Regions from separate parts of the Mus musculus genome. Here regions 2, 3, 4, 5 and 6 are each linked to region 1. Evidence: chromatin contacts called from public HiChIP or PLAC-seq and promoter capture Hi-C data. All regions are on one chromosome and are shown on one strand. Each heading gives the region's core, a stretch centred on a gene start, on an enhancer-like site or on the middle of the called end of the contact. The rest is flanking DNA. Distances are from core to core; before and after follow the strand shown.

Region 1 (3,521 bases), core at 203-2,702:
GGGTCATTTCTTAAGAAAATGAGTCACTGGAGCACAGGGTGGGGCAGGTAGGTGAAGAAGAGGAATTTGAGAAAAAGGGGGTGGCAGTGGAGGGCATGCCAAGAGGCAGTGTGCCCAGAGAGGGTGATCCTGGAAGAGAGTGCCAAGGAGCAGTGGGCCCAGGGCAGGGCCGGAAGCTTCAAGCCAGTTTGATAGCAATCTTTGTACATCAGACAGGGAACACAAACAGGCTAGATGGAAGGCACGCTGCTAGCTCTCCCAGCTTCAGCTCTTGACCTTCTGCAGTCTGTTCCTTCATCATGTAGAACAGAGCAAGTCATAGCTTTCCAGCTTAAAACCCTCCACAGGTTCTTCCAGCACTGTGAATAGAACCCACAAGTGTTTTGCTATGGTTTGTGAGATCTGTCATAATATCATCCTTCTCTCTCTTTTCTCCTTTCTTTCCTGGTGTCTGTGTGGCTGTCGGGTACACATGTGAGCCTTGGGCGCTGTTCCTTGGGCACTGTCTACCTTGTTTTGAGAGATGGTCTCTGATAAGCTTGGTGCTAGCTGATTGCACTAGCCTGGCTGGCTAACCAGTCCCACAGACAAGTCCACTCTGGTTCTTCTCTTGCATCCTTCAGCTTTTTGCTCAAATATTATTTTCCCAGTGAACTTTTCCCTGACACCCCAGTTTACTCTTCCCAGCATTCTCTATTTATCTTTCTCTTTTCATGATTCTCTATGCCAAAGTGGCTCCTGTAGCAAACTGATCCATGGTATGTTTTTGTTTCTTTTTGTTACTTGTCAATCTTACACTCAAGAAGGGCAGGAGTTTGTACTCCTTGGGCTCTGACCTCAAAGAAAGCCGGTGTCCTGGTGCACAGTACCTGCTCAGTAATTAATTGTTCTACAAATCAGCCTATGACTTGTGACAGCTAGAACAGGCACGGGTAAGGACGCTGGCTGCGGAACAGCCTGACTTCAGAGAATAGCTGTTTGTGTCTGCATTAGTTTTCTCTGCGGAAGACACTTAGAAACTAAGGTTCCCAACAGTTCTCCAACTCTAGAAACTGGGAGGAGGCAACAATTAAGGATTCAGAGTGGATGTGGATGGGAGAATCCATTTCCCAGGAGATGGGTCAGAAGAGACAGTGATGGTTCAGGAAGAGCAGTGGGTAGGGATCGAAACCAAGCCACCTCAGGCTCAAGTGCGGCTTTCCCTGAACTAGTTACTCAACCTCCCTGAATTTGCTTAGTATTTTAAGCAGGTGGGTGGGTGGGACGGGGGAAGGGTTATGGGAGGAGGAGTCCATCATGCCTTCCTCTCTGGCAGGTTATAGCGGGCATTGGAGGAGATAACCATGCAGGTAGCCCAGAGGCAAGGTGGGCGGTGGGGCAACAGAGGAGGAAGTAGCGTTGTCAGCTTGGCATCTAGGGGAGGGTGCATGGAACGGAGGGAGGGAGAGGCTAGGAGGACCTTGGCCAGCGGGCAGAATGGCAGTTGGTAGAGGAAGGGAGCAAGGGGGTGTTTCCTGGGACAGGGGGGCGGAGACCTGGAGACTATAGGCTCCCCCAGGACTCAAGTTCATTGAGTTTCTGCAGACACTGAACGGCTTTCAGTCTTCCCGCTGTGACTATCACCTGTGGGCTCCACCTGCCTGCACCTTTAGTCAGCACCTTTAGCCAGCACCTGCGCCAGACCCCAGCAATGGCGAACCATGCGCCCTTCGAAACGGATATCAGCACCCTGACCCGCTTCGTCATGGAGCAGGGCAGGAAGGCTCAGGGCACGGGGGAGTTGACCCAGCTGCTGAATTCGCTCTGCACCGCGATCAAAGCCATCTCGTCTGCGGTGCGCCAGGCGGGCATCGCACAGCTGTGAGTTAGGCCTCTGGCTGCCGCATCTTATCCGTTAGAACGACTGGGGTCTGCTTCTCTGGACCCCTGCTGGGTCCTGATGGGTCTGGTTGCCAGTGTCGCATCTGACAGTTAAGATTCTGCTCTGCTGCACACAGCCCTCGTTCCCTTCTCCTGGTGCACAATTGCCGGATCTCTTCTGGTCTCAACTCTCCTTTTCGCTCCTCCCAGATTCCTGGTATAAGTGAGTGACTTACCAGCTGCCCACCCGGGACTCTCTAAAGTGCCAATACCTGCGCCTTTCTCCCCATTTCTCTTTTAACCTCTGTTACTCTCCTTGGAAATTGAAATCCCAAATTCAGCTTCTAATTCAGTATCATCCCTAACCTAGACAAGCCCCATAAAGAGTATCCCACCACTTATCAGTCTGGAAGGGAGCCGCCACACAGTATTCCGGGCGCTCCCTCTTTCTGGAGCCAGCTGTAGACTCACCTCCTGAGCACCAAAATCTCTCCCTGTTTGCATTAATGCTAGGAGCAGATCTTGCCCAATTATTAAGAGCTTAAAGACAGAGCAGAAGTAGTAGACTGCTTTTGATAAAGCCAAGAATCCAATCTCCTTCCCCTGAACCATCTGGGGACTTTGTTATGCAGACCCTCCTTGAATAAGAAAAGTTCCCTGTGGTAGATGATGGTGATGATGATAAGGGGGAGGAGGAGGAAGAAGATGAAGAAGAAGTTTATGTATTTATTGAGACATGGTCTCACTATGTAGGTCCACTATGTAAGGTTAGGGTTAGAAACAGGTTCTCACGATGTAGCTTCTACTGTCCTGGAACTCACTGTGAGTAGACCAAGTTGGCCTTGAACTCAGGGGTTATCTACCTGCCTCTGCCTCCTGAGTGGGGATTCAAGGCATGGTGGGTGATTTTAATGCTATGGTCCATATTTTGTACTGTAGGTAGGAGCAAATGAAGAAACATGGAGTCTCAGAACACCTTCATTTTTTAAACTACACAACACTTCTGTACTTTGTTCTGGCCTGAGCAACATGTTTGGGACCTAACTGGTTTTCACACAACTGAATGGAACCTGGGTTTTCAGGTTATCGGTATACTTTCTTAACAAATATCATACTTAAAAAAATTTTTTTCCTACGAGCAATGAGAGACTGATATGTGAGATTTGTAGCTAACTTGAACATATAATCCTTTGAAATGGATTTTTAAATGCTCCTCCAACAGTGTGGCCTGTGTTAGCTATGTGTGCATTTATTTCTGAAAAACTCTGGTTCTGCTGTGAGGCTTGGTGGATAATCCTTAAGCGTAAAACACCTGGTGATGTTTACTTTAGATGCCAAGCAAGGCTAAGCCTTACTAGAGAAAGCTAGGGACATGTATATTAGAAGTGATGACTCCCTCACTGTTTCGCTGTGTTCTTAGCCCTAAGGAGCCTTTCAGCCAGCACACTCAGGTAAAAGTCTCACTTCAAATTAAATTTACAGCTCAAGGATTTAGCTCTCTCAGAACCTGGGGGTTTTGTGAGAGACGACAGTTGCCATTTCTTACATTATTCTAAAAATGCACTGGTACTTGCCACAACCCCAGAGAGACCTAGGGTTAGGTTAATCACCCTCAAGATATCTCACTTTTTAACTCACATCTCAGACAATGGTAACGGGGT
Region 2 (3,433 bases), core at 372-2,871, 420 kb after region 1:
TCTCTTCTAGGCTAGGCTTTGAAGGTGAAAGTTTTCCTGGTATGTCTGTACTTGACATTAGCAATGAGTAGTGAGGTCACCAATTTTCCATCTTAATAGTCACCTTGACTGGTCATTACTCTGGTCTGCAGCCCAGGCAATTAATAATCTGGAAAAGGGGGCTGAGGAGAAGGCTCAGCAGGTAAGAACACTGACTGCTCTTCCCAAGGTCCTGAGTTCAAATCCCAGCAACCACATGGTGATTCACAACTATCCATAATGAGATCTGGAGTGTCTGAAGTCAGCTACAGTGTAATTATGTATAATAATAATAAGAAATAAATCTTTGGGCGAGAGCAAGCAGGGACTAAGTGAGTGGGACTGACCAGAGTGAAGCAGAGGTCTGAAAAATTCAATTCTCCACAGCCACATGAAGGCTCACAACCATCTGTACAGCTACAGTGTACTCATATACATAAAAAATAAATATATAAATCTAAAAAGAAAGAATCTGGATAAAAACTGAACTTCCTGTTAACTGATGTTGCCACCAATGTAATTATTTCAAATGACTGTAGTTACAGGAGTTCAGTTACTTAAAACCAAAGAGATGGGCACTGTGAATGTTTTTATTATTTTCACCATTTAAGATGGGAAAACCCTTATTTACTCTGGAGGTTTTGGTTAAGTAGAAAAAAAATTAATCTAGGCCAGAACTTCTGCTGTGAGCCTACATATATAAAGGATATTGAAGATGGTAGTTCTTTCTCTTTCTCTTCTTCCCACATACTGGCCAGCAAGGTCTCTTTATTTTTCTAGCATTAAGGCTCCATCTTTGGAATGCTGAAAAATACTAAAGACCAGCTGAGACATAAAGGCACTACTGTTTTCTTCAAATCTCCGTTGGTACAGTCATTGATTTACCAGTGGGGCCACATTCTGTGAGCCATTCTTATCTATCCACTTTCTGCATACTTAAAGATATCCATGCTCTGAGTTCTGTTCATCTGGAAAACCTTTACTAATACAGATATGTTTTTTCACCTTCCCACGTAGGAAGATGTGCTGGCTAACAATAGTGCTCCATAGTGATTGGCAACCATCCCCTGCTTTTCTCCCAGGGTTGTCTGGAGTCTCATCTGTAGCAATTGCATATTAGCTGCGATTTTCCTGATGTCAGTGTAAAATGAGAGAAGCAAACATCACATTTTATGTCCTAAAAATCTCTCTTTAATTGTAATTATCCTTGGAACCTATAGTTCATTCTGCTCCAAGTTGAATAATGTACTGTGCAAGGTGTGGCTCTTGATTCCTTGGTGGAGGAGGGGGGCGGAGCGAGGAGAAGCAGAACCGGCGGCGGCCTTGGAGGAGCAGGAAGAAGAAATTCCTGCTGAGTTCTGGATGACAGAAAGATAGACTATTGTTGGACAGGACTGAAAGAAAGTCTTGCAGATCTCAAAAGGGTCAGCATCTGGATAAGAAACCCGAGCTGGGAAGCCCTAAGCTGTGTGCCTTCAGCGCACTGTAACCCTAAGGGAGGTGCTCATGTCAATCAAGTCTCACTAGCCAATCAGGGCCTCCGGATAGGCAGGGCAATAGAAGTAGAGGCGTGTTCTTCCGTGTGCCTTGTTCCGGTGCTCTGTGTTCCTTTCCGTTTCGAGCAGGCTGAAAGCTTGGTCTGATTTGTTTTAATCTCTGCTGCCAGGGGCCTTAGGGAATTGCCAGCGATCTACGACGTGGCGACATGGTGAGCGTGTGACCACTGCCCTTAACCGGAAGGAGCAGGGGTCTAAGAAGCTGGAGTCGGGGTGACGGGATGCAGGGGACCAGCCCTGGCCATTCTTGGTTCCTCTTCAGGCAGTGGAGGGGGAAGAGTGTCTGAGGTGACAAGACTTGGTTTTCAGGGATGTTTAGGGTTGCTGTTTAGTATTAAGACGTTTGCCTATCTTAAGTCTCAGTCGCGTTGCAGCAGAAGCTGACCTGCCCGAGTTCCTCTGAGGCAAGGCTGGACGCTGCGATCTCTGGTATTTAGAGCCTCCTCTTAAAAAGACAGGGGATTAAGTGAGTAGCTTTTGTTCTATCTCCACAGAAACTGGGCTGCTCTAACTTCCAGCTGCTAGTTGAAGTCACAGGAAGAAAAGTGGGACACTTTTAAACATGTCTTTAATCTTTATTTCCAAGTTCTTCTAAAAAGTTTCCTATGAAAGTTCTCTAAGGAAAGGGAGTGGGTGATTAAGTAAAGGAGTCATTGCTAGAGCCTTTCCCTCTTGTCCAGATGCCTCTTGCTTGATAAGCTTGGGGGAAGTTTGGAGCAATAAACTTCTCTTAAACCAGGAGAAGAGAGCCACCCTCACAGTAGAAAAGACTTTTACACAAGCAAATATGGATAAACTCACATAAATTCATAATACAAATTATTATACTTTTGAGCGGTTAGTTTGTTCCAATGTATGTTGAATTTTCAACTAGAGGGGACTCCTTTGCAGATATGTCTAATCCACTTGCACAGTTACTTCAGCTCAGAGTGTTGAGAAGCTGTGTGTTAGGTTACGTCTCTCCGCAGCTCACATTGCACGTAGGGGTGAGATCTAACTGTATCTTCTCTTTTTAGTGCTTTTTGTTTTTTGTTTTGTTTTGTTTTTGGATTTTTTTTGAGACAGGGTTCCTCTGTATACCTCTTGCTGGCCTGGAACTCACTCTGTAGACCAGATTGGCCTCGAACTCAGAAACCCGCCTGCCTCTTCCTCCCAAATGCTGGGATTAAAGGCGTGCGCCACCACTGCCTGGCCTAACTTTATCTTCTTATGTCATTATCTCTGCTAGGGAATAGCCTGCAATTTTTCAAAATCACTCTCCTTTACCAATAACCAGACCAACACCAAATGGCTTCTCATCTCTCTCTTTTATAGAAGATTCTGATGCTAGGAGTATTTGCTCAAAAGCGCATACATCCTGCTATCTATTATACTTTTAATATTTATTATACATTATATTGTGATTAGTGAATCAAAGTCAGCTGTCTGTCTGTATCAGACCCTATCTCAAACACAGGAAATAATCAAAATTGTATTTGTGATAGGCTTGCAGACTCCAGTTTTTCTTTCTTTTACAAATTAATATTAAGGTTAAAATTAGATTCCAAGTTAAAAGTCACCTTTTTTTTTTTTTGTGACTTGTTCTTCATTTGTAATTTTGTGATTTCCACATCAGAAATGGATTCCAGTGTTCCTGGTATGTTCTGTTAACTGTGTGATAGTGAACTAAGTTACTAACTGAAAAAGATTCCACTTTTGTAAGCACATGCTATGTACCTAGGCCTTGAGCTTGACTATAAAAGCACTCCCCTGCTTTTTAATAAACCGATTTCTCTTTATTCAATTTACATCCTGCTCACTGCCTTCCTCCCAGTCACCCCCCCCCCCCATAATTCTTCCCCCAGCTCCCCCTCCCCTTC
Region 3 (3,503 bases), core at 938-3,437, 400 kb before region 1:
GTCATCTCAAGCTTTTGCTAGGAATCCCCATCAAGTCTGGAGTTAGCAAATGCTTAGTGTGAAATAGCACCCAGATGGTCAGGCCAGGCCAATGGCAGAGGCCAAGGGAAGGGTGGAAGCCTGCGTAGGTAGGCAGGGAAAGGCCAACTCAGAGTCTTTCCTGGAGATGAAGTTGAGTGAGTGGCTCCGGACTCTGTAGTGTCTGTGCTCTGGCTGGACACATGACTACCAAGAACCTGCTCTCTCTTTTCTTACAGAGAGCAGACAGTCCTTAGCGGGGCAAGCCTACAGCCCTGGTGGCCCCTCACTGCCCCAGGCTGAAGGACAGGTGCCTGTGGACATGGCCTAGCTCACCAATGGCAGGAGAGAGAAGCTGGGTTACCAGAGACTTCCTAGGTGCCGTAAGTTGATTCTTTTTTTTTTTTTTTTTTGGTTTTTCGAGACAGGGTTTCTCTGTGTAGCCCTGGCTGTCCTGGAACTCACTCTGTAGACCAGGCTGGCCTCGAACTCAGAAATCTGCCTACCTCTGCCTCCTGAGTGCTGGGATTAAAGGCATGCGCCACCAAGCCCGGCTGTAAGTTGATTCTTTGTGATACATAGGTGTGTAACAAAAAGTTGCATATGGTGCATGCCTCTAATTCCTATAGTCATGAGGCAGAGGCAAGCACATCTCTTCAAGTTTGAGGCTAGTTTAGTCTACATAGAATATTTCAGGCCACCCAGGACTACATAGTAAGACTCCACCTCACACACACACACACACACATACACAAACACACTCCGAAAAACCTTAGAAAAACTATTTTCCAGGATGCTCTGTTTAGAATGTGGGTTTTTACACAGAGGTGCCGCTTATCCCACCAGAAATGGACTCCAGAACTCTGCAGTCCTTCAGGGCCTGCACCAATACAGGGACCTCTGTGAGCAGTGCTCCTTGTGCTCGATTGGTTGGGAACAGATGAGAGGAAGGGCACATGGAGGATAGGCCTGCAGGAGCTTTCATGTCAGAACTGCATCTGAGGCCAGACAACTAAACCTGCCAGGTAATTCACATTACAGCGCTGAGTCTTACAGTGGGACTGCCACCAGGATGTGCTGTGGCAATAGGTCTGAGTCCTGGGACCATAGTCAGCCAGACAAACATGGGCTATGGCTTATCCACTCCCAAAACTGTAGGGTCAGCTAGCTCCATAGGCTTGGGGGAAGGAAGAGCCAGAGGGGTTCCACCAGGCACACATACACACATAGCTTATGCCAGAACATGTACAAACGTGTACACACAAATAAGTTCTTTTTTTCAACATTTTCCCATATGCAATATATGCAACACACTGAGTTTTTATTATTGTTTTAATGCTAGTAGTTAACAATAGTAAATAAATGTTGTGTCCTGCTATTTTGTGGAAAACTGACCAAATGGCCCGAAGAGTGTGGCCTTCCTAGAAGGTGGAGGGCCATGCCCAAGAGACTATATAGATACTTCAGGAGACTCCACATAGTAAATCTTCTGTCGTTTTCTCATCTACTACAAAAGTTGACTATTGAATCTGTGAGACTTTGGAGATAGGTAACACCTGGGAATGTGTGCCCAGATGACAGGGCAGGACTTAACGAGGTGACCTTCTCAACCCAGGTGATGGCTGTGAGCAAGAAGGGATCCAGGAGAGAGAAGGCACTGGTGGGGACCACACAGCTTAAGACCAACTAGCCTTGGCCATCGAGTCCTGGTTGCAGAAGAGAATATGGGGCCTGGATGACCGCTGGAGGAAGAGACAAGACCTTGGGGTGCTCACACCACCTCTGGGAAGTACATCCAGGCGCACAATTCTGGGAATTTTCAAGACCATTTGTACAGAGGACTCACTTGGACTCATACCAACCCCAGCTATGTGGCAATTCTGTCCCATGTACAAGGTTACTGTGAACCAGAAGTTCCCTCGGAGCTGAAAGGCTCTTCACTTGTTAACACCACAGAGGTACCCTGCTCTTCTGGTGTCTACAGTCTTAAAGCATTGCCACTTAGAAAGCCACTTCTATTCCTGAACTGTGCCTCAAATTCCGGGCTACGAACCTGACCACCATCAGAGATCTCTTCTGGAAACAGTTGATACCTAGCCTAGCTCTCCTCCCAACCAGGGGACAACAGTGTCAGCATCCCTCTACTCTGACCATAGGCCCTGACACAGCCTTTCTGTTCAAGGCCAGATGCAGGGTACCACTGGTCCTCTGCCCTTTTGGTTTTGCCCCTGAAGAACAGGGCAGACACAGCTCATTACTTAAACCACTGTTTACAGAACAGACTATGTGGTGTACTGACCTAGATCATACATTGCTATCCAAGTATTTCCTCCCCAAACCTACCATGTCAACGGACATCCAGGTGGGAACCCCTGAAACCTTAGGATGGACCCAGCATGACATGCAGAGTAGCCCTGAGTGCTGGTCCCAACCCCCCAAGTCCTATTGCTGTCTCTGCAGTTCCAATTCCAGGCTCAGCATTCATTCTGAGGATTATTAAAGGGGAGATCCTGCATCTCACTGGTCTGTGGGAACAGTACAGGGGCTGATCCAGTGCTGCGGTGGCCAGGCATGGAGGGTGATGCCAGCGCAGAGAGAATGAGTGCAGCCAGCAAGAGCAAAAGGTTCCTGGCTGTAGGCGTGTGGGTCTGCCCTGCTTTATGCTCCTACCACAGACCCAAAGTCATGGGGCTAACCACCCAGGGGCTGGAACCATAGCCTGAGCCAAAAGCAACCTGTTCTCTTTACAAGGTGATTGATTATCTGAGCCATTTGCTGGACTAACAGCTGCCTAGCATACACATACCAGTGTTTTACATGAAGTTGCCTTTCAAGGAGTCAGCCATTGACACCCCTCCCCCTCCCAGTGCTATGGCTGTAGCTCAGTGGTTAGTGCCTACTTGGTAAGATCAAGGAGGACCCCAGCCTCCCCCGAGCCTGCTTACTACTGCATGTTGACTCATTCTTTGTGTTTTTCAAACTTCCATATATAACTATTAGAAAAACCTGGGACCTCAGTGTTTACAGACAGATACAGCAACTTAAATCCTCATGTCACGTTTGTAACAGTTAGAATCCTTTAGCTTTGTTGCAGAACCAGGGTTGAGGCAGGCCAACAGGTGGACCAAGCTGGCTGCTGTGTTGCTAGGTGGCAATGCTGCAGGGTTCTGTGGCGAGCTGGTGAAAGCAAGACATTAGGCCACTGATCCCACTGGCCTGCCTCCAAGCGCAGTGTCTGCCTGCAGCAGGCTTCTGAATGGACAACGCTGCTGCAAACGGAGAATGCTTTCAAGGACTTTGAAATTATAATGCACAGTTGGAAGCTATAAAATGCTTTGAAGAATACCACCCATCCTATTTATGACAGGAAGCCCCTTTCTTTCTCAGTCCTTTTGATTTTGAAATTTACTGCTAAAGGAAAAAAAAAATCTGTACAGGGAACATGATCTGGGAAGCCCATTAAACCTCATTTGGAGTTTCATTTT
Region 4 (3,666 bases), core at 713-3,212, 470 kb before region 1:
TTAAGTCGTATCAACTGTCCATTTTGATCACTGTGAAGTAAAACTGGAAAGTTTACCAATATGTAAATCAATACATTTTAAAGCAGCTAGTGCTCAAAGAAATGATACATTTAGAAAATTACCTTGAGAGAAATGACAGTGAACATGCCACATGCCAGCACTTGCAGGTTGTGGCAAAAGTTAGGATATTCATTAAAAAAAAAAAAAACCTGAGTTAGAAAGAGGCAGCAGATTAGAATAGCCATCAACAATAGAGAACAAAAAATAAAAAAATCAAAACTGAGAGAGGTGTGCAGGACTTAGTCTTGGGCTGTGAGATATCACTAAACAGCTGTATGCCAACAACTAGGACAGTCTAGAATTGGAGGCTGTTCTAGAAATATGCAAGTCTTTAAAAAGTAAAAATATGAGCAGATTAAGTCAGGTGTTCAAAGCCTCCCAACAAAACCCCAAAGATCAAATAAATGGCTTTACTGGAGGAGTTAAAAATTCTTTTAAACTCTGCCAACCTCCTAGAGAAGATGGGGACACTTTCAAATCAGTTTATAAGGTTAGCCATCTACGGACAACACAGTCATACACATCTATGCAAAGAAAACAGGGTTAGTTGATATCTTTGGTGGATATGTGAGTAGTAGATCTATACAGAGCTTAGTACCACTAATTACCAGGGAAATGCAAACCAGAACTGCATAGCAGTTTATATAAATAAAGGTGTAAGGAGGCTGGATGTAGTATTGTATATATCTTTAACTTCAGCACTCAAGAGATAGAAGCAGGCAGATCTTTGAGTTCTGAGACTAGTCTGGTCTACTTAGTGAGCTCCAGGCCAACTAAAGCTACATAGTAAGATTCTGTCTCCAAAAAAAAAAGGGAGAAGAAGAAGAAGAAGAAAAAGAAGAAGAAGAAGAAGAAGAAGAAGTAGTAGTAGTAGTAGTAGTAGTAGTAGTAGTAGTAGTAGTAGTAGTAGTAAGGGAGGGAAGCGTTAGATAGCTTTAGTATGTTGTGTTGTGTTGTGTTGATGATGATGTGGAGAAATGACATCATGCACTGCTGGTGAGAATGCATTGTGGCATAGCTACTGTACACAAGCCATAGTGGTTCATTCACAAAGAAAAATAGATCTGGTGTGATGCTGCATGCCTGTGATCTCAGCACTTGGGAGGGGGGAGTCCGAGGGTCCAGAGTCCAAGGCCAGCTGTGGCTACATGAGACTTGGTCTTAAACAAGCAAGTAAATGGAGTTTCTGCATGGCCACTTCCACTTCTGCTTATATATTCAAAAGAATTGAAAAGATAATTTGCAAACCTATGTTGGTTGTATTTTACATACTAGCCAAGGGATAGAAGTAACCTCTATGCATCTTGTTAGATGAAAGCATGGCATAGACACAACTAAATTTTTATCATCCTTAAAAAAAAAAAAAAGAAAGAAAAAAGGAAAGCCCTGTTGAGTGCTCTGACATGGTCCATCTGACACTACACAATGAAATAAGCCAACCACCAAGAACAAATGCTGCCTTCCGCTCACCTGTAATATCCAGAGTAGCCAGTCTCTCAGAAGGTAGAATTCTGTTTGCCATGGGCTGGGAGGAAGGGAGGCAGGAGTTCTTGGTTGATAAAGAGTTTTAATTTTGTAAGATGTGGAAGTTGTGGAGATCTTTTGATAAGATGATGGTTTGAAAGGTTGATATAATGAGGGTTTTACTATCACCTGGGGATACTCTTTAAGTGTTGGTGATTTCAGGAAGATATAGGTTATTTTCAAGTAAGGCTAGAAGAGGTCCATGATAAATCTCCTTGCCACAGATCCTCTGGGCCCCTTTGTCTGCTTGGAACGGGTCTCTAGTCTCGGGTGGGCAAAGCGTCATATGAATTGACTGACAGATGCACACAGGAGAGGTTGTGTAGAATCTGAATGTAATGTCAAATGGAGCATCAGACTTTTTATACAGAGACAATAAGGAAGTTGGGTGGCACACTTGCAAGGTACAAAGAGGTTACTGGATTCTTACATAAAACAGAGGAATGCAAACACAGAAAGTCTAACAAGGACCACCTGGGATAGAATTCATTGTTAACAGCTGGGATCAACAAGGGTTCCACCTAAGATTCACTTAATCTTAGAAGCCAAGGTCAAGGGCTTCGTGCCCTTGCCATAGTTCCTATTTTAGTCTATTGTATAGTCCACCTTCCCCTTAGGCCATTGTAAATACGTGTGTGTATGGGTGTAACTCAGCTATAGTTCTAAGTATCTATTCTGGTTTCTCCTTCGGTCTGAAACTTCCTTCTTCCTTGGTGATGGTAAATTCCTGTGTAGGGGAGTGACTTAGCTTTTAATCAAAGTGATAGTGTAATACCAGAGGCTATTCTGAATGTCACTGAATAGCAACATTCTTACTGAATTCCAAGCCCATGGTCTTGCTCAAAGATGTTCTTAGGACTGTTGGAACACTGGTGAAGGCTTTAGCTATGTCAGAATTCAATCTTAAAAAGCACTTATAATAGGATAATACTAAAAGAGAGCATGTGGATCCATCCACTAGACTAACGCGGGAATGGAAAATTAATGTATGGGTTAGAGAGAACACCAGACTCCAGGAGTGAGTTTCCGTGAAACTCTTTTGCCTCGTGAGTAGCTTCCAAGCCTCAGCCTGTCAAGCTGACTCGACCGGAGAGCGTGGCATCTCCTTAACAATTTTAAAGTCACTTGGCATTGGTGGAGCACACCTTTAATCCCAGAACTCAGGAGGCAGAAGCAGGCAGATCTCTGAGTTCAAAGACTGGTCTACAGAGCGAGTTCTAAGACAACCAAGGCTACACAGAGAGACCCTGTCATGAAAAACAAAACAAAACAACAACAACAAAATTTAAAAGTCTACTATAAAATTAGGTAGAGCTTGGCTTATCAAAATACAGGCAAGCAATAGATATCCCTCTGAAGAAGTTCATGGCATTTGTGGATCCAGCCTGAGGCTTGTCAGATATCTAGAGATACAGTTCAAGAGGGAGTTATGTAGCTTTCCAGACAGCATTACAGTAAGTGTTAGGCTGTGACTAGTTGCCAGAGCAGTACTCCAAACGACTTCTGTGTAAGAAGTGAACTGCAAAAGGCTTGATGCTAAGCACATATTGCTAGAGCCATCATCCTGTATGGTTGTCTCTAGCCTCCCAGCTTTCTACAGCAAGCCACAGGACTATACCTTGAGATGACTCTTGCAAGGTTCACAGCATCACACCTTGTAGCTGTGATAGCAGAGACCTGGATAAAGAATATAAATATCTGTAATTGAATTGTTGATTTTGTTTCTTGGTCACATGACTCTATCAGCTTCTCTAAAGAAAGCTAAATTTTTACCATCTCTGCTTCTGAACTCAGGACATCAGTCTCCTTTTTATGAAGATTTTGAAACTGTGAGTTGAACTTTAAATAGTCTAGCAATGAAAAGTTAACATTGAGTGGAGTCCCTTAGAGTAGCCAAAGAGAACAGAATAGCTTTTTCATTTGGGATGGTGTTTGGGGTTCTTTGGCTACTTGAACTTTTGAAGTTATACTAATGAAAGGAATAATTACAGGTATGTTTTCATAAGTGGGTACAATTTTGTTGATTCAGGTATGAACCAGAAAGTTTGTGGCCCACTCCTGCTGTTTCTAGTTCCAAGGTTC
Region 5 (3,656 bases), core at 650-3,149, 430 kb before region 1:
TAGAGGGGCTAGCAAGATGGCTCAGTGAGTAACCGCACCAACCACAAGCCTGACAGCCTGAGTTTGATCATGAGCACATCATGAAGCACATCATTGAGCACATCATGGAAGGCAAGAACTAACTCCTAAAGTTGTCTCTGGCCTCCATAGATGCATTGTACACCCGACTGCCCAAGTGTGTGCATGTGTGTACACAAACTAATTTCTTTCTTTTTAAAATGGACTTAATTTCTAGACAGTTCTTCACTGGTGCGTTTTCCTGCTAGCTAGCCTGGATTCCGGAGTATTTCTCGTTCTTTACAAATACACCTTGGTCTTATACGGGGTGATTAGACATATGAATAAAAGCAGGGTTCTCCATTCAGAGGAGTTCGCTGTTTTCTGTCTTTACTCCTTAGCTGGTCACTCAGAGGCAGCCACTGCCTAGTCCTAGAAGCCAGAGTTTCCCATTACTGATGCCTTGGTGTCTGAGCAGAGGCGCTGGTGTGTGCCACACTCCAGGAAGGTGTCTTCCTAAGTATTAATGCAGGCATTTTGTGTAGCTGGGTTTGGGAGCTTTAACTCCTTTATAGTCAGCAGGAAACTGAATCCAGGCTGAACTGTGTCACAGTACACAGGCATAGTTGGATTATGGAGTTTGCTGGTGTTTGTGCCTTTAACTTACAGCAGTTAAGTCATGGTTAGTCACTTGGCTGCAAGTGCTATGCGACAGTTTCCTCTGCTGGTTATACTTGTGGTACAAAAGCATATTTGTCCTTCTTGGGTAACACCTGCAACTGTGTTCTTCTGCTTTGGCTAACTGAATCAGATCATGACTTTTTCTATAGTCGTATCTAATGTACTTTTGGGCTTAGTCGGGGACTCAAACCCTTCAGACACTGTCCTGTCACTTGTAAGAATCTTCCTGGAGAGGCAGAGGTTCACACAAAGCTGCTTGCAGATTGATGGACATCAAAGCAGAGTCCATAGCTACAGGAGCTGACATAGCCTGAGCTCTGTGTGCTGTGAGTGGTGCTGTATCCCAGCCATGTACTAGCACACTATCAGGAAGAGCCCCTTTGCCAGGTGTGCTAGGCATGTCAGCTGTGCATGGCACACTGTGGAAGAGTGAGAGAGGAGCAGTAACAGCCACTCCCAATGGGTGGAGCATAGGTTGCTTGGGTCTGTCAGATGATGCTGAGTGGTAGACTGTTTTCCCATTCTTTATTCCTCGTGTTTCCCATAGGAAGCAAAAGTAAATCTTTATAATATAGAATGGAAATACGTTATGAAGAAAAAAGGCTTATCTTTCACTTCAGAGACACACATCTCCCCTATAGAAGCTTCTAGACTCAGAAGGCATATGAGAGGGAAGTCAATGTGGACAAACAGGATTGAGTTTGGGGTATGCAGATCAGAAAGAGGGGAAAGGTGAGACTTCTCCAGATGCTATCAACTGAGATGGTGGCCACCCTAGGAACTGATCCTCTCAGTGGGAAAGTCCTGTGGTACCTTTCTCATGGTTACCCTTGTGGTCCAGAGATCTCACACAAAACTCCTGTGGGCTGCTGTCTGAGACAGGTGGCACTGATTGGACCTGAACTTGCAGGTTAGACGCAGCTCTCAGAGACCCACAAAGTCAGTTGTGGGAATTCTCTGAACAGGACAGAACATGGATGTGATGTTCTACACTGTATCTGCCTCAGAAGCTCTGGGCTTCTGTGAAACACAGCAATGGGCCACTCTTGAAACAAGCAGGAGTCTCAGCATGAAATAAATATTTTTTATGCAAAAACAACCCACGGACTTAGAACAACTACTGTTATTATGTGGATTCCACAGCCTTGTGCCCTCTGCTTAAGCTGTGACTTGTAGGAACAACTGTCCCAGTGTTTACAACAAAACAAACGAGCTTGTGTGTGCCCGGCCTGTGCTTCCCTCACATAGCCCAGGCAGGGGCAGCCCTGCATTCTTATCAGCACCGCCCAGTGGGGCCTGGGACTCTAATTGATTATGGCTTATGGTCAGGGGTCTTCAAGGGGCCGTTTGCATTTTTCCCACAGTAAGAAAATTCTGACTACCTTCTGCTGAGGACTTGCCTTCATTTCCTTCCATACAAAAAAAGGTCAGGTGCTGGCATGATGCCCTGGCTCCTTGGTGGGCAAGATGAAAGAACGGCAGGAAATTTCCATTACGTTCATTTAGGTTTATATGGAGCTGTGTGTGAACTAGTGTGTTGGGTACCCGGCTGTTTCTCTCTCTGGAGCGTGAAAGCATCAAGTCAGTCCTAGAGTCTCTTATGTCCTGAGTCTCTCTAATGTCTCAAGCCGCTGTACTTGTATTCCCCAGGTGGAGCTGAAGGTATTAATCAACCGTCTCCTGATGCTGCTCAGAAGCGGCCCCCTCTCAGCTACTGATCTGCAGGAAGCAGCTGAGAGTCCCAGTGGAGACCCCAGACCACCTGTATGTGGACAGCTGGTCAGACGCCTTCTTCTTAGTCTCTTGCTCTGGACCCCAGAAGGCCATGCAATTGTCTGGGAAGCTGTCACCCATGTAAGTTGCTCTCTTTTTCCAACCTGTACTTCAGTTCACTCTCTTCGTGGAGGTAGATTATCTCCTTAAGGGTCCGACTTTTGAGATCACAGGCCCAGGATGCTGCCCCAGGATATGGAGATCCACAAGGCCACAGCACAGACCCAGAGCCCACCTGTGCTGTACAGAGGTATGTGGAGGAGAAGGCATGCTTGCAGAAAGGATGTCACCTTGTAGGCACACTTGCAGGCGCTGCTGGCACCACCCACACTGAGAGCTGGGTGCCCCGCATCCCATGTTATGGTCACTCTCTGCCATGTCCTGGGGCGAGAAGTCCAGCTTCAGGGACAACATGCTCCTAGTAGCCATCGTGCTACTGTAACAGGTCAGAGCTTACTTCAGAGAAAGCATTGTTTAGTATATCAGTTTTCTTGTTGCAGTGACAAAATCTGAGAAAAACAGCTACAAGGGAGGAGTCAAGAAGAGTTAGTGTTTTACTTCACTAAGCTTAGTGGTGCTGGGCCCACCCATGGTCAGGCAGATCCCTGTGGCAACAATGTGTGGCAGTGACTGTCTACCTAGGGTGCACAGAAAACACAGGATCCAAACATCCCTAAGGACTTCCCCGTGACCCACTTCCCTCAGATAGTCCCTGCTTCCTACTGTTTCCAGAGCCTCCCAGATAGTACTACCAGCCAGGCGTCAAACCTAGCTTATGAGTCTTTTGGAAAGACAGTTGTCAAAACCATAACGCTAGTTAGAGACTCTTGTAGAAGCACACACGGCATGATGGCTTTGTAAAGGGGTCAGTCAGAAGTGAGTCACATCCATGACACAGACCTTGCAGTGACGGTTTGAGTATGACACCAAAATCAACAAAAGGAAAAGACAGATAAATTGGACTACACAAAAGTTTAAAACTTGTGCATCAAAGGATATCAAAGTACAGGGTGATTCAAGAATGGGGGAAAGCTGGGGTCAGGACGCATCGGGTAAGAATTATGTGTTTAGGATACATACAGAATTCTTATGACTGACAGCAATGCTGAACCATCTAGTGAAAGATGGGTGAAAGGATAGGTCAGACACTTCTCCAGAAGCTGAGTGAATGCTCAGAGCACCTGAGAAGAGACCCATAGCACGGT
Region 6 (3,438 bases), core at 661-3,160, 510 kb before region 1:
GAGCTATTAGACAGTAGATGCTTGTTGGCACATTTCTTTTTCCTTTCACTCATCTTTAGAATTCAAATGGGTGCCAAGATCAGATGGTGGATCCTATTGGACTGCACTCTGTGGGATCCCCGGTCCCAGTCTTAGGGTCTCTGGGGAGAGGCTGCTGAATGTGCTAGTGGCACTTAGGTAACCAGCAGTGGCTTAGTTATGCCTGTGAACCATCAAAGTGAGCTGTGTGCTCATTAGCCAGTGGTACATCTCTGCATCACTTCTGAGCAAAGACTGGGAGAATGTCCCTAGATCTTTCTCTCTTCCTTAGAAGAGAAAAATGATGCACTTGCTGAACCAAATGTGTAGAATCACTCAGAGAAGCTGCCTAGCTGCTGTTGATTCTTTGGAGTTTAAGTTCCATAAACTACCATTTCCCTCACTCCCTTTTAAAAACTTGCTTCCTAGTTCATTACATTCTTCCTTATTCCACAGTAAAGCATACTGGAATGTCTGTTACTTGTGGTTTAGTATTTACACCAGGCTAAGTACAACAGTCACATCTTTACTCTGAGGTATCAGTTTGACCTAAAGAATTCTTTGAAAGTTATGAGTCTGGAAACTAATGTGTGTTAGGCAAGACAGCACCTCCTGGTACTTTATTTAAGCTGACAGGGAAAAATGAATGCCCCTCAAAATGGCCTGGTGAGTTTACTCAGATTTATTAATTACTGAGAAAGCATAAGCTTAATGCTTGTTTTTAAAGCCCTAAAAATTATGAAGGGTTGGGTGCTCTCAGTGAATGTAGAGATCTCCGTAGTTAGTCCTGTCCAGTGCCTTTCATAACAAAGCCATTGGAAGCACTATTAGCTTACAGGAGGCTGAAAGGTGAACTCTGGATGTCTTTGAGAATACTGCAGGGGCTGGGTATGTCTACCTCCCCTCTCTTCCACCACAGGGTCTGCATTGCTGTGGCTATCCTGTCTGCTAACAGCTTCAGTTTCTAAAGTTAAGGTTTTTTTCTAATTGTGCTCTGAGTCTCTACCTGGAACAGATTTGGCTACCAGAAACATAGACAGATAGTAGTTATTTTGCTTTAAAGAGCTTGAAATTACTGATGTTTAAAATGTGAAATTAGAAACATGTTGAAGAGCCCAGCACTTTCAGCTCTTTCCATCCTTCTTGTTTGGCTTTAAAAACTGCTGCTGTTGCAGAAAGAGAGTTGACCACACAAGAGCTGGAGTGAGCTGAGCCCACAAGTAGAAAAGCCTCCGCTGAGCTTGTTTCTTGAGGTTTTCCTAAGCATGTTCTTAGGGTTTTTTTTCCCCTATTTGATAAAGTCTATTCATTTTAGTTTTCTTTTCTGCAGATGAAAGCCAAAAAATTGTAATATGGTGCTTATGTTGTCTGATGAACAAAGAACCTCGGACTTCTGCAGAGTCAGGACTTAACTCGTGGATCCGGGTAAGAGAGAAAATCCCTCTGCTGGCTCTGCTTTGACTTCAGGTGGTGATTTAAAGATACCCCACTCCCCTTCTTTCCCTTTATTGGCTCAATTCTGTCTGTCATGTTTTAAGGCAGTGGTTCTCAACTTATGGGTTGTGACCCCTTGGGGGTTGAACACAGGAGTCGTATATCTGATATCATGAATATTGGATATTTATATTATGATTCATAACAGTAGCAAGATTATTGTTACAAAGTAGCGATGAAATCATTAGGCGTCGGCATAACTTGAAGAATTGTATTAAAGGGTTGCAGTGTTAGGATGGTTGAGAACCTCTGGGTTAACAAGTGGCCTTTTACTGTTAGGTTTTCCCTGAGTGTTGAACTGTTTAGATTTCAGGTTTGCTTGGTTCCTGCAGTACTGCTCCTTATGATGAACCTCCCAGTGCTGACACCACTGCATGCTGGGTGGTTTCGAAAAATACTTGGTAATGATTAAAAGAATGTACTGGGTTTTCTGCCAGCTATTGCTGGAAGCACTGTTTCACCCTCTAAGCCTAGTTTAAGTCCTTACATAATTTTCTCCAAGAATGGCTCTGTTTCTCAGAATCTTTTTTGTGGTAAGTATGAGTTTAGATTGGAGGGGCTGGAGAGATGGCTCAGTGGTTAAGAGCAGTGGCTGAGGACCCAGGTTCAATTTCTAGCACCCTCATTGGCAGCTCACAACTGTTTGTGACTTTAGTTCCAGGGTATCCATGGCACCAGGCATGTATGAGGTGCACATATATGTGCATGTAGGTAAAATACTCATACATATAAAATAAGTCAATCTTTAAAAACAAAAACAAACAAGCAAGCAATACAAACAACCCAAAACTAATATCCGTGGAGCCCAGCCCTGTTTTTGTGTCTCAGAGTTGATGCCTAGGCCACTGCTACTCATGCTTTCAAAATCATTCATCATGGCAGCTGCCCAGAGAGCTGATTGGTTCCTGGTTTTTTCCCACCTTAGTTTCCTCTGAAATGGCAGGCACAAGCTGGAAACCTGATCTGGCTGGTTGCTTTTGCTGCTTTCTGTTGCCCCTACTATTCTACTATACGCCACAGCCTGAGGACTTGCTGATGCAGTACCACCAGGTTCACTCATTTTGAGCCATTCGTGGCTGTGAAATTGTCCAGGTAGATTGGTACATAGGGTTTGGCCCATTGATGGTAGGTGATACATCACCTCCTTTATGTGTCCTTTAGACAAAATTGGTGATGGTGATGATAAATACAGTATTGTACTTTCTGTTGAATTGGAAGAAGAGAAGGTACACAAGGAGTGGAAAGGATTGGGCAAGGGAAGAAATGAATACAGAATTTAGTTTGAAGAAAAATTCAGGTAAAGAACCGAAGAAAGGAACTGATGAATCGAGTTAGAGGAGAAAAGCTATAGGAATAGAACAATACCTAGCCTTCAACAAAATATATTGTCTTTCATTTTTTGATCATTGTGTTTTATAGAATGTTTGCTGTTTTAAGAACAGTTACTTAGTGTGTAAGTTTGTATTGGATAGATCACTAAGTCCCAGAGTAGCCCATGTAGTAAATTGTTTCTGGGATGACTGGATTAACGTTGCACATTTAATATATGACTTTATTCATCTATTTTTAAAATTGTAGCCTATTTATTTTGTAGTTTATTCATTGTTTAATGCCTGGGGTAAGTGAGTACTGAGAGGTACTTAAATTAACACTAATGCAGAAGGTAAAATTCAAACAATTTCTCCCACTGGGGACCTAAGACTAGTGACCACACCACTCTAGAGTGGTGCATGCTGTCAATGAAGTGTTGTTGGTAGTTATGATGGTGGCCCAGAAGAGAATACTTGCTTAGACTTGGGGGCTAGAGACATTTCCTGAGGGAGATGGCAAACTAGATGTGCCGTGAGGTTGGCTGTGAGTACAGGGAATGACCAGGAGTGTCAACATATACAATGTGCAAAGCATGGTGGGAGAAAGCAGACCCAG

Evidence for each region. Promoter capture Hi-C pulls out the DNA fragments that hold promoters and counts their contacts. HiChIP or PLAC-seq counts read pairs in DNA pulled down with a chosen protein or histone mark.
Region 2: a contact with region 1 is called in an H3K4me3 HiChIP or PLAC-seq map of stem cell-derived neural progenitor cells, with 3 times the contacts expected there. The contact joins the promoter of Zfp935 here to the promoter of Fbp1 in region 1. A contact is called at or near these places in 2 of 39 promoter capture datasets (both in the C10 cell line), 2 of 115 datasets of contacts at active chromatin or transcription factors (large pre-B cells and stem cell-derived neural progenitor cells) and 1 of 9 other capture datasets (liver).
Region 3: a contact with region 1 is called in a promoter capture Hi-C map of liver. The contact joins the enhancer-like site here to the promoter of Fbp1 in region 1. A contact is called at or near these places in 9 of 39 promoter capture datasets (the C10 cell line, the HPC-7 cell line, cranial neural crest and 4 more), 6 of 115 datasets of contacts at active chromatin or transcription factors (effector CD8 T cells, embryonic stem cells, memory CD8 T cells and 1 more) and 2 of 9 other capture datasets (adipose tissue and liver).
Region 4: an H3K4me3 HiChIP or PLAC-seq map of embryonic stem cells shows a contact between it and region 1, with 17 read pairs. The contact joins the enhancer-like site here to the promoter of Fbp1 in region 1. A contact is called at or near these places in 18 of 39 promoter capture datasets (the C10 cell line, the HPC-7 cell line, the SN4741 cell line and 11 more), 1 of 15 datasets of contacts at CTCF or cohesin (large pre-B cells), 1 of 484 Hi-C or Micro-C datasets (bone marrow-derived macrophages), 6 of 115 datasets of contacts at active chromatin or transcription factors (the SCID.adh cell line, embryonic stem cells and kidney) and 3 of 9 other capture datasets (adipose tissue, liver and pancreatic islet).
Region 5: an H3K4me3 HiChIP or PLAC-seq map of stem cell-derived neural progenitor cells shows a contact between it and region 1, with 5 times the contacts expected there. The contact joins the enhancer-like site here to the promoter of Fbp1 in region 1. A contact is called at or near these places in 11 of 39 promoter capture datasets (the C10 cell line, the HPC-7 cell line, HPC-7-derived erythroid cells and 8 more), 1 of 15 datasets of contacts at CTCF or cohesin (the NIH/3T3 cell line), 2 of 484 Hi-C or Micro-C datasets (bone marrow-derived macrophages and liver), 12 of 115 datasets of contacts at active chromatin or transcription factors (the SCID.adh cell line, T-cell acute lymphoblastic leukemia, effector CD8 T cells and 5 more) and 2 of 9 other capture datasets (liver and pancreatic islet).
Region 6: a contact with region 1 is called in a promoter capture Hi-C map of liver. The contact joins the enhancer-like site here to the promoter of Fbp1 in region 1. A contact is called at or near these places in 7 of 39 promoter capture datasets (the C10 cell line, cranial neural crest, embryonic stem cells and 2 more), 1 of 484 Hi-C or Micro-C datasets (bone marrow-derived macrophages) and 3 of 9 other capture datasets (adipose tissue, embryonic stem cells and macrophages).

What each region holds. Positions count from the first base shown.
Region 1 is chr13:62,886,213-62,889,733 of GRCm38.p6, reverse strand. It overlaps Fbp1 (fructose bisphosphatase 1), which reads left to right and starts at 1,452. Exons shown (of 7, transcript NM_019395.3): 1 at 1,452-1,860. The coding sequence starts at 1,691.
Region 2 is chr13:62,465,000-62,468,432 of GRCm38.p6, reverse strand. Zfp935 (zinc finger protein 935) reads left to right here and starts at 1,621. Exons shown (of 4, transcript NM_178875.4): 1 at 1,621-1,726. The coding sequence starts at 1,724.
Region 3 is chr13:63,289,590-63,293,092 of GRCm38.p6, reverse strand. The region is part of intron 14 of Aopep (aminopeptidase O); the gene reads right to left. Gm16907 (predicted gene, 16907) reads left to right here. Exons shown (of 3, transcript NR_045794.1): 2 at 258-401; 3 at 1,634-3,503. Among named protein-coding and RNA genes, the nearest start is that of Gm16907, 5.8 kb to the left of the region's middle. Within about 2 kb of position 2,187, at least 9 of the 459 cell types and tissues checked have an H3K27ac peak or open chromatin away from gene starts, as enhancers often do. A contact at or near this core is called in adipose tissue and liver, where this site is marked.
Region 4 is chr13:63,351,832-63,355,497 of GRCm38.p6, reverse strand. All of the region lies in intron 6 of Fancc (Fanconi anemia, complementation group C), which reads left to right. Among named protein-coding and RNA genes, the nearest start is that of Mir3074-1, 52 kb to the right of the region's middle. Within about 2 kb of position 1,962, at least 10 of the 459 cell types and tissues checked have an H3K27ac peak or open chromatin away from gene starts, as enhancers often do. A contact at or near this core is called in embryonic stem cells, where this site is marked.
Region 5 is chr13:63,316,229-63,319,884 of GRCm38.p6, reverse strand. Fancc (Fanconi anemia, complementation group C) reads left to right here. Exons shown (of 15, transcript NM_007985.3): 14 at 2,329-2,532. It also overlaps a transcript of Aopep not described here. Among named protein-coding and RNA genes, the nearest start is that of Mir3074-1, 17 kb to the right of the region's middle. Within about 2 kb of position 1,899, at least 38 of the 459 cell types and tissues checked have an H3K27ac peak or open chromatin away from gene starts, as enhancers often do. A contact at or near this core is called in the SCID.adh cell line and stem cell-derived neural progenitor cells, where this site is marked.
Region 6 is chr13:63,396,088-63,399,525 of GRCm38.p6, reverse strand. Fancc (Fanconi anemia, complementation group C) reads left to right here. Exons shown (of 15, transcript NM_007985.3): 4 at 1,349-1,443. Among named protein-coding and RNA genes, the nearest start is that of Fancc, 34 kb to the left of the region's middle. Within about 2 kb of position 1,910, at least 14 of the 459 cell types and tissues checked have an H3K27ac peak or open chromatin away from gene starts, as enhancers often do. A contact at or near this core is called in adipose tissue and liver, where this site is marked.